Linked DNA regions of Mus musculus: region 2 is linked to region 1. A link is a contact called in public ChIA-PET data. All regions are on one chromosome and are shown on one strand. The core of a region is the stretch at or near the end of the contact, and the rest is flanking DNA. Distances in the headings are between cores, read along the strand shown. Region 1 overlaps Gng12 (guanine nucleotide binding protein (G protein), gamma 12). Region 2 has its middle 39 kb from the start of Il12rb2.

Region 1 (4,900 bases), core at 480-2,979:
CAGCTTGAATAAAGGTTACTAACCTTTTGATACTATCTTGAAAGAAGAAAACAAACCCTATCTTAGGTGGGAACTTATATGTAGGTGGCCGACGAAAGAACAAAGAGTGGCCTGTCAATACAACGTGTCTGAGTCAACTGGCTACCTCAGGGGTCTGTATACATGACCACCACCTACACAGCTGGGGCCTCAGGCTTTCCAGCTGCTGAACTAAAGAATAGCAGATCTGGTGGTGCCTGGGCTGTGGGGCTTGGAAGGCAACTGACTCCTGTGGGCCTAGTTTCCTCCAGTGGGAAAGGCAGCCTGTGTGACACAGCAGCAAGGCCCAGGGAAAGAACACAGGACAAGGTCCCCTGGAACCAGCACCTACCAAAGCACTTTTCTTTTACATTTACAGTGTATCTGTGTGTCTGTGTGGGAGAGAGGGTGCAGGGAAAACATGTGTGTATGCGCATGCCACAGGTGTGTAGAGTCAGAGGACAACTTGGAGGAACTCTCTCTTTTCCACATAGGTTCCAGGGAGTAAACTTGGGTCATTGGACACAGGACACTTTTGGGTTGAGCTGAGCTAGATTTTCTTTGGGTCAACAAATTTTATGGCTTTGGAAAAATTGTTCCATTTCTTTAAATTGCAATTTACTTGTATAAGATGGACAAAATAGTGCTCTCTTCCCATTTTTCAGAGTTGGGGTTGGGTAAGCTGAATTTGATAGATATGGAGAAAAACAGGCTCTCCAAAATGGCCTACACCTGGTAGGAGGTGTACAGCCACACATCTGTGGTGCCTAGCATTCACTGAAATAATCTCCTGAATTTGTCTATTATTGGTGTCCCTTAGCCCTACAACTATTGGAGAGTCATCACTTAACCTGTATTCATGAACTGTTTGTGAAGGGTCTAATATACTGATTTATGCTGCCCTAAAGGCTCAAGGAGAGCTAGACTCTGAGGAACAGAGATAGAAAGAGTTAAAACTTTTTGTATCTCTTGATCCTCAAATTCTTTCCTCTAGGAAGGGGGTTTGGGTTCTAGAATGACCAACTATAAAGTGGTTAAATTAACATGCTCTCCAAGTACACAGGCTTTCCAAAGCTGAACACCAACTGGGATAATTAAAGGCCAGAGTCACTCCTTTAAGAAACTGAAACCCCTATAAACTACCTGCTGACACAGCATAATTACACTGATTTCTGTAAAAATGCAGGACACTTTCCCCTCCATTCTTAACTTCCCCCCTCAAGCTCGACAGGCACTTAAATCTACCAGAACTAAAAGGAATGTTGCAAAGGACTCCTTCTCAGTAGTAGACTATCAAAGCCTCAGAAGTAGCTGGTGCTGCAGCGGCAAGGGGGAGGGGCAGTGCAGTCCAGAAGAGGAAGTGTCAAAGCAGTTTGCCACTGAGGGATGGAGTAGTACCCAGGAGTCCCTTATTATTGCGCACCCATGTGGCTCAAAATAAAAATATGTAAATTTTTAGTGATCTAAAAATAAGAGCTTGACTTAAACTCACCACTTGGTGTTTTGACTTATAAATTACATACAAGTAATTATGCTGTAAAGCTGGGGAGCGGTTAATTCAGGGTTGGCAATACTGTTCAGACTACAGGGCTGTAAGGATCTTTAAGAATCTGAGGAAGGTTAAAGGCAAAGAGAGCAATGTATGTGGGTTAGAGGACATGGATACCCTGAGTTCCAGTCTGAAAGGAGTGGCAGCTCGACATCCCAAAGCAGAGCGGGCTTGGCAATGCTTTCCTAGGGAGGATGCTAGAAACCGCTTCACAGAAGCAAGGGGGGGAGACTGATGAGCCTCAACTGAGTTACTTCCATTCTTCCTGATGTCAGTTCTGGATATACTCCCATACAATCGAAGCTGTAAAGAACTCCTAACTTGCAGATTTAGCACAAGAAATCTTCCAAGTATTGGGTGTCGCAAGATCATGCCTTTGGGATAAGAGTGTCACTCTCCCTCAGTCAACACCATTCCTAACATAAGTTCCAGAAAGTGTGGTGTAACATCTTCATTAACAAAAATTAACTTGACAGGAGCTCGCACTATTTTCATATACTTAGGGTACGATACATAGGTGAAGGTTTAAGAGGCGAGTATTCATAGTTGCTGCCTTTGAAGATGATGACAGTAGTAGCTAAAAATGTGGCTTTGCACCGGAAATGTTCTATGTTAGCTAGCCTTTGAAGGACTGGGTATGCGTGTGTGGTGGGTGGGTAGCACTATATGTAGACCACAAAAGCCTCCATCCTTCCTCCTCTCACGAGAACACCCACAACCTGGTGGGAACGTAATGGAAGTTGAACTGGCTATTTTTGCTGTGCAGGAATGTTTGCTCTCCATGCCAAAGCTGAGACACACTGGGCCTTCACGGTGCTGGCTGTGAGGGCAGAGATCTGTCCTTTGGGAGCAAAGCGTAACCTCACAGATAGTGACTGAAATGTTTCATTCTCCTAGTCTGAAAGCACAAATAATTACAGAACATGCTACATTTGAACAAGAGACTATTGTCTTACAAGGGGGACGGGAACAGGAGGAGGGAGAGGTAAAATAAAATCTTCCTTTTGGGGGAAAAATAAAAGAGAGCCTGACGGCTCTCACACAGGCTGAAGTATACATTCAAGGGATTCTTTTGCTTGTAAAATATTTCTTCACATTGGGTGACTGATCAATAAAGGTTTCTGGCTTTCCAAGGCTAGTGGCAGAGAAGCCCAAGGGTTTGGTGGCAGCCACCAAAAACAACTGTCAGATAGAAGTCAGAGTAACCCAATCTACCACAGGCCGCTGCAGAAACTCAGAATTCCACATCCTGACTTTGTTGTCTGGATGTGAAACTCTTCCCCCAAACAAGAGAGCTGCAGAGAGCAGGCGCGATGGGGCTTTAGAGAGGCAATCTCTTTCTGGCCTTCTCAGCAGTCTGGTTTTTGTGTGATCTCACTGTGTCCTGGTTTATTTTCTGTTTCTACACACAGTACCATGGCACAGAGACATTCAGAAGTACCCCTTTCTCAGCAGCTGCCAGCCACCTCAGCAGTTCCCTTACGAGCCCTTCTTTTGGAAAAGAACTTCATCTCTTTCTTTTCCAAGGTGTCTCCCCCCTCTTCTTATTTCCCATCTGTTTTCCCTCTCCTAGCTCAGGCCAGTAAGGCAGTGAATAAGAAGGAATCTAAGAAGAATACTGTATTTGGGGGGGGGTATAGGCCATATTTGCTATACAAGTGAAGCATTGGGCAGGTTACTGAACCTCCCTGCATTTCACTTATCTTCAAATGGAACTGAACAGGGCAACTGCGATTTCAGGATAACATCATTTGGAGTTTTAGTAATATAAAATGCCTTATCAACCTAGGCAAACTTGTCCAGAGTACTTTGGTGCTGAAACCATAGTAAATACCAGTTTGTGTTCTATGCTACTTGTGACTACTGTGATTAATACTGCCAACTTCACAGAACACAGAATCACCTAGACATGCCTATGGTGTGTCTGTGATTTTGTACTCATAAGTAAGACAACCCACATTACCTATGGGTGGGTAGTACCTTCCCACGGCTGAGCTGGAGACTGAATACCAGGAACAGCACCATCAGAGCACCAACATCCATTGTTCTGTTTCCTGATTGCAGGCGCAGCGTGACCAGATACCTCACAGTCCACTGCCAAGAATTCACACCACAACGGACGGTGGGCCAATATAAAAACTCCATCTTTTAGATTACTTTCTTTTTTTTCCCAGAGATTTTTATTTTATTGTCATATATTAAAAGTCAAGCAAAGCCAAAGTTTATTTATCAAAGACAATTTTATTCGAGTCAAAAAGAAAAGTCCCAAGGCAGCCAAGCTGTGAATCTCACAAGCTGTCCAGAGATGGAGAATAAAAAAGAAGAGGGAGAGGGACCATGTACTTCGAGTTCAGCTGTTGGCATAAAGGTGAGTCATATGGTGGGGAGGAGAAATGCCTTTAAAAAGGATTTCTAGAAAGAGTGCTATGAAAAACACCATGCTTAGAAAAGTGAGAGAGAGAGAGAAAAAAGGAAAAGGCATGCTTTTTTTTTTTGTAAATAATCCAGAAAAGTGGGGAGAATGCTTCCTAAGAGACGGCCTTTATTTTATTGTGTGTGTGTTTATGTGCGTGTGCATGCCAATGCCCTAGATGGTGGGAGGCATCAGACAGCCCTGAAGGTGGAGTTACCAGCAGGTAGGAACTGCCTTTGTGTAGGTGCTGGTCTCGTGCACCAGGCTCTCCACCACTAAGCCATCTCTCCTGCCTCTTGCAGCAGAAAAAGTAAGCCAACTACAGGGATAATGATATTGAGGTCAGTCCTTTGAGCGGAATGTCATGCTTTCTGCTAATGTACCCTCACCCTTACCTCTCAGGTGAGTCACTAGCCAACACCTGCCTCCTTTGCAGACTCACTGAAAATTAGACAAAAATATACAATCTGCTTTAAATATCAGGCTCCAGACACTCAGGTTTACCAGGTGGAACTTGGGGTAGGATGTGCCTGCAACCTAGCCTGCTCCAAAATAACCCCACACCAAACACGACAACAGAAAACACTACTAAAAGCAGATAGATAGATAGATAGATAGATAGATAGATAGATAGATAGATGGATGGATGGATGGATGGAAAAAAAGGGAGAAAAAGATGGCCAAGATGGAGGCAAAAGCAGCTGAAGGAAATACAGGGAAAAAGACAGAGAAGGTTTGAGCCACTCCTGTGTGGTTTCAAGTTGCCCATACCAGGAACACTACAGCCAGGGGTTCACCCACAAGGCTCTCCAGGAAGAATGAGTAGCCTTTGGTGCCTCTGGGGATTATAAATGAATAGAGAACATGCTCCAGGGTGGAACACTGCATTTTCCCGATTAACCACACTGGCTTCACATCCC
Region 2 (5,262 bases), core at 1,113-3,612, 440 kb before region 1:
TATTAAATTAGGTATAGCATGTGGAAAATACCACAGAGTATGTACACTGGCTATCATTGACCCAGGTGATTCTGATATTATTAGAAGCATGCCAGAACAGACTGGTGAGAAGTAAACAAGAAAGTTTTCCTTTAATAAAACTTTGCCAGAGCTCCTTTTGAGAAAAAAAATGGAAGAAAGCAAAGGGGAATGTTCATGGGAAGGAGACTTTTTTTCTTTTCTCTTTTATTTTTTCATCAAATATATATACTCTGATGACTATTTTCCCTCCCTCTATTCATCCTCACTTTCCTCCTCCCCTGGAGTTGCCTCAACTCTGTCTCTTCTTAGAAAACATACAAGCACCTTGGGAAATAACACAATAATATTTAGTAAGACAAACATAGCAGAAAAGAAAAAAGCAAATAAACGGAAGGTAAAGACACCCTCATTCACATACTCAGGAACCCGATAAAACACAGAAGTGGAACTATAATATGCATGCAAAGGCCCTTTGAGTGGTCAAAGTCATACTTCTTTCCCCATTGATGGTGCTATCCACATCACCTCCCGTCTTTGCCTGAGTGCTCTATTTTCTGTACCTTTTGGGAACAAGTATGAACTATGACATCAATCCAATTTGCTCCTGAGTATATTATTAACTTCTTTTATTATTTTACTATATATTATTAACTGAGTCTCGCAGTTGTAAGTTGCTGTTTCTCAGTGGAAATACCCCCCCCCCAATTTGGTATGGTACAGGAGAAGCGAGAAAGGAGGGAAGTCGACCTCAAGATGCCACTAAGAAAGAGGAAGGGGAGAGATGCTGAAACATGATGGAGTACCATGCTCTGTACAATGCTATAGCTGTAAGGAAAATAAATTGTTTCCTGCCCTAATACATTCTTCTTTCTTACATAGGATCAAAAAATAGTCACAGATAGTACAGTGGAACTAATTCCTAAAGTAGTCGTGTGTGTGTGTGTGTGTGTGTGTGTGTGTGGTTTGGGTGTGCACTTTATTTAGAGTAGAATGTTTGTAACCAGGGTGGCTCTCAGGCAGCATGGGTTTCTGGGTTGCACTCCCAGCACACTCCCAGCTTCCTCTTTTCTTATATTTTCAATCATCCTTTTTTAAAATAGAGGGACTGCCCATGACTATGGAATAGCGCAGAGGTTTTGAAAGATGTACTTTAGTGGTTTATCCTCTTTATCAAACACAATCAGTTGCAAAATTCCAAAATGTAAAGGCGAGGAAAACAAACTTCCTTCTGAGAACACACTGGAGAGCACGTTTGGGCCTCCCTTTCCCCAACTCTTAGTTACATCTGCTTCTGACGCAGCATGGAGAAGCAGACTGGGCACCTCTCTTCCACTCTGTAGACTGAGCTTGGCCTAGAGAAGCCTGAACCGCCGGACTAAATAGAGGTTTTACCTAACGTCAAGTGGACCGGTCCAAAAGATTATCTAGAGTATACCCCCACGTTTCTCTGTGACATGATGACTGAGCAAAGCGGGGCTTCTCCCTCAGACAGCTGGCATGGGGCAGATTGGATGCAGAGAGGACCTCACTGCTCCCCAGTTACTCTGTGGTTAGTCTGGCTTTGTTCATGTTTGGGCTCTTTCTGAGATCAGTGAAAATAAAATATTGTATTTTGAACATAATTAGATTTTATAAACCCAGAGGTTATGAAGTCCTGCTGAGGCTTCTCTCTGTGTGAGGTAATTATGCCAGTTGCAGAGAAATGTGCTTTAAAGGCAACTGTTGCCCACTTGGCAGACACTATTGACTTAACATATAAGAGCTGATTAAAAATAAACCATCGCTCTCTCTGAGGAAAAAGCATGATGCTAATATAAAGTAATTAGACTCGGATTCATGACTAGATTGTACAACTTCTGTGAATACCACAGTTAGGGCAAAATTACAGAGAGCTACCAGAGGCTGGACAGAGGGATACTATGTATCTTTCTCACTGCCAAGGTTAACCATTAAATCCCAATTAATGTTTCACGTTAGGGCCCTTTTAGCCATTTTACTAATTTCATAGTCATCCTAGCTCAAGATAGTGACTCTCCACCTTGCATGTGTAGATTTCCCATCATGGCTCTGAAGAAACATTCCATTCACCCTTACGCTCAAAAATACAGGCTAGTGTCTGTTTCTGTGATTTGCCTTTAGTAAATGTTAGGAATGTGATCTTAAATGAGCCATTTTTGCTCTGAGCAGTAAGAAGATTCCTGATGAGCTGTATAACAGAAAAAGGAAAAGGTAAGCAAAACAACACAAAGCTAAGAAACCATAAGTACTGACTGTGACCATAAAGACAAATCTAAAATTAGCAGCTTTCTCTCAGAGCACAGGAAGGAAATCATGAGTAGTCCAACACCAGGGCCTGCGTGCGAGGTGTGGCAGTCGATGAGTCTTCTCTTTCACTTTTCACATCCTGCCTGAAGACATGTTTCTTCCAACTTTTTCATTTTCATTAGTATATATTAGCTGTACTTATACCCGATGGGTTGCAGCGCTGCCTTTTCATAGATGTATATAATGTAGTCTGATCAGATCCACCCCCTGTCATCATCTCTTATCCACCTGCCACTCCGGCTGCCTCTTTTCCTCATCCCTGCTGGTCCCCATCTACTTTCATGTCTTTTATCATGTAATAAGTTTCATTAGAGTTCCTCAAAGGAGCATGAGTATTTTGAATACAGGAGCATCAGCAACTTACCAATGGCTACCCTACTTAAGAAAATGCCTTCTGCCACCCGGATGTGTGCTGTTCTCGTGAGAGTTGTCCCTCTTTCTAAGCCAGGCACTCCGTGAGGACGAAGCCATGTTCACCTCGAGAGACAAGATTGTGAAGCTCAATGGCAAGACGCTGGATGAGTTCGACTCTGGAATCTCTCAGGCGCAGCTCGAGCTGGAGATGAACTCCGATCTCAAGGCGCAGCTGCAGGAACTCACCATCACCGCAGCCAAGGAAATTGAAGTTGGTGGTGGTCGGAAATCTATCGTAATTTTTGTACCAGTTCCTCCCCTTAAATCTTTCCAGAAAATCCAAGTCCGGCTAGTTCGTGAATTGGAGAAAATGTTCAGTGAGAAGCATGCAGTCTTCATTGCTCAGAGGAGGATTCTGCCCAAGCCAACCCGGAAAAGCCGTACGAAAAATAAGCAAAAGCGCCCCAGAAGCTGCAAACTGACAGCAGTGCACGACGCCATCCTTGAGGACTTAGTCTTTTCAAGTGAAAGTGTGGGTAAGAGGATCCGTGTGAAACCGGATGGCAACCAGCTCATAAAAGTTCACTTAGACAAAGTACAGCAGAGCAACATGGAACACAAGGTCGAAACTTTTTCTGGTGTGTACAAGAAGCTCGCAGGCAAGAATGTTAATTTTGAATTCCCAGAGTTTCAGTTGTTAAGAAAAAGACTGAATAAAGTGTCATTCATGGTAAAAATAATAATTAATAATAATAATAATAATAATAATAATAATAATAAATAAATGCCAACTTTCCCCAACGATCATGAATTTTACATATATATCTTCGGGGAGGGTGAGGCCTCATGAGCTCCCTCAACTCAATATCAAAATGGTCTGCCTAAGAACTTTACTATAAAAGGTAAAAAGGGAAGTATAGCAGTAAATTGTGAAGTAAAGGTTTTATTTTAGAGCTATACCGTTATCATAAAAAATGCACCTCAAGCAAGGTAAGTAGAGTCATGTGTTTGTGTGATTGAGTTGGGATCTCACTAGTTGGTACCCCAGCTAGCCTCAAGCTTCAAGGCTCAAGCAATCCCCCTGCTGCAGCCTATGGAGTAGTTATACCTGCAGGCATTGCCACTGTACTCAATAAACATACATTCCAAACATGCAATAGGAAGACAGGGGCATTAGAAGCCCACTGAGCTGAATGGAGTTCTGCCCTCCAAGGCCTTAATACTGTGGTTTCTAATACTCCTAAAGATTTGACGTCTTTTTCCAAGATAAGGTCATGTTGTCAGCAATAAAGGACAAAGACAACACCACACTGTCACCATCAGCACCCTGGGAAGTCCCAGACTTTTGGGGATCCTCACTTAGGACAAACCTGGATTTGTGGTTTCCACACAGAAAAGAATTTTAGGAGGTAGTGTCTGATGCCAGGACTCAGGTGAGATGCCATTTTCTCTCCTGTGACTCTAATCCAGGTCTACTCAGGAGCGCACAGGCCACAGAAGCGGCAGAGCAGCTGGGACAGGATCCTACAGGCCTCCCTTTGTACCCAGGAGGTGGGGCTGTTCAGCAGTTCTCTGTCCACTGGTCTCTCCAGGAGAGAGCTGGGCTCTCAGAAGTGCTGACACAGGCTTACAGATTCACAGGAGGAACAAGCTCCAGCCAGAGACAGCAAGAATATCTAACACCAGAGATTACCAGAGGGCAAAAGGCAAATGTAAGAATCTTACCAACAGAAACCAAGACTACTTGGCATCATCAGAACCCAGTACTACCACCACAGCGAGTCCTGGACACCCCAACACAGCGGAAAAGCAAGATTCTGATCTAAAATCACTTCTCATGATGCTGGTAGAGGAATTTAAGAAGGATGTTAATAACTACCTTTAGAAATACAGCAGAACACAGGTAAACAGATAGAAGCACTTAAAGAGGAAACACAAAAATCTCTTAAAGAACAACAGGAAAACACATCCAAACAGTTAAAGAAACGGAATGAAACCTTCCAGGAGCTAAAAATGGTAATAGAATCAATAAAGAAATCACAAAGAGAGACAACTCTGGAGATAGAAATCCTAAAAAAAAAAAAAAAAAAAAATCAGGAACCATACATGCGAGCATCAGGAACAGAATACAAGAGATGGAAGAGAGAATCTCAGGTGCAGAAGATTCCATAGAGAACATGGACACAACAATCAAAGAAAATGCAAAGTGCAAAAAGATCGTAACTCAAAACATCCAGGAAATCCAGGACACAATGAGAAGACCAATCAGAGTAGATGAGAATGAAGATTTTCAACTTAAAGAGTCAGCAAATATCTTCAACAAAATTATAGAAGAAAATTTCCCTAACCTAAAGAAAGAGATGCCCATGAACATACAAGAAGCCTACAGAACTCTAAATAGGCTGGACCAGAAAAGAAATTCCACCCATCACATAATAATCAAAACCCCAAATGCACAAAACAAAGAAAGAATATTAAAAGCAGTAAGAAAAAAAGGTTAAGTATCACATAAAGGCAGACCTATTAGAACTATTCCAGACTTCTCACCAGAGATTATGAAAG

The links. ChIA-PET counts read pairs in DNA pulled down with a chosen protein or histone mark.
Region 2: an RNA polymerase II ChIA-PET map of memory CD8 T cells shows a contact between it and region 1, with 8 read pairs. The contact joins two enhancer-like sites.

The regions. Positions count from the first base shown.
Region 1 is chr6:66,969,785-66,974,684 of GRCm38.p6, reverse strand. The region is part of intron 3 of Gng12 (guanine nucleotide binding protein (G protein), gamma 12); the gene reads right to left. Among named protein-coding and RNA genes, the nearest start is that of Gm36816, 37 kb to the left of the region's middle. Within about 2 kb of position 1,729, at least 97 of the 459 cell types and tissues checked have an H3K27ac peak or open chromatin away from gene starts, as enhancers often do. A contact at or near this core is called in memory CD8 T cells, where this site is marked.
Region 2 is chr6:67,412,566-67,417,827 of GRCm38.p6, reverse strand. It overlaps the pseudogene Gm4761 and the pseudogene Gm44083. Among named protein-coding and RNA genes, the nearest start is that of Il12rb2, 39 kb to the right of the region's middle. Within about 2 kb of position 2,362, at least 35 of the 459 cell types and tissues checked have an H3K27ac peak or open chromatin away from gene starts, as enhancers often do. A contact at or near this core is called in memory CD8 T cells, where this site is marked.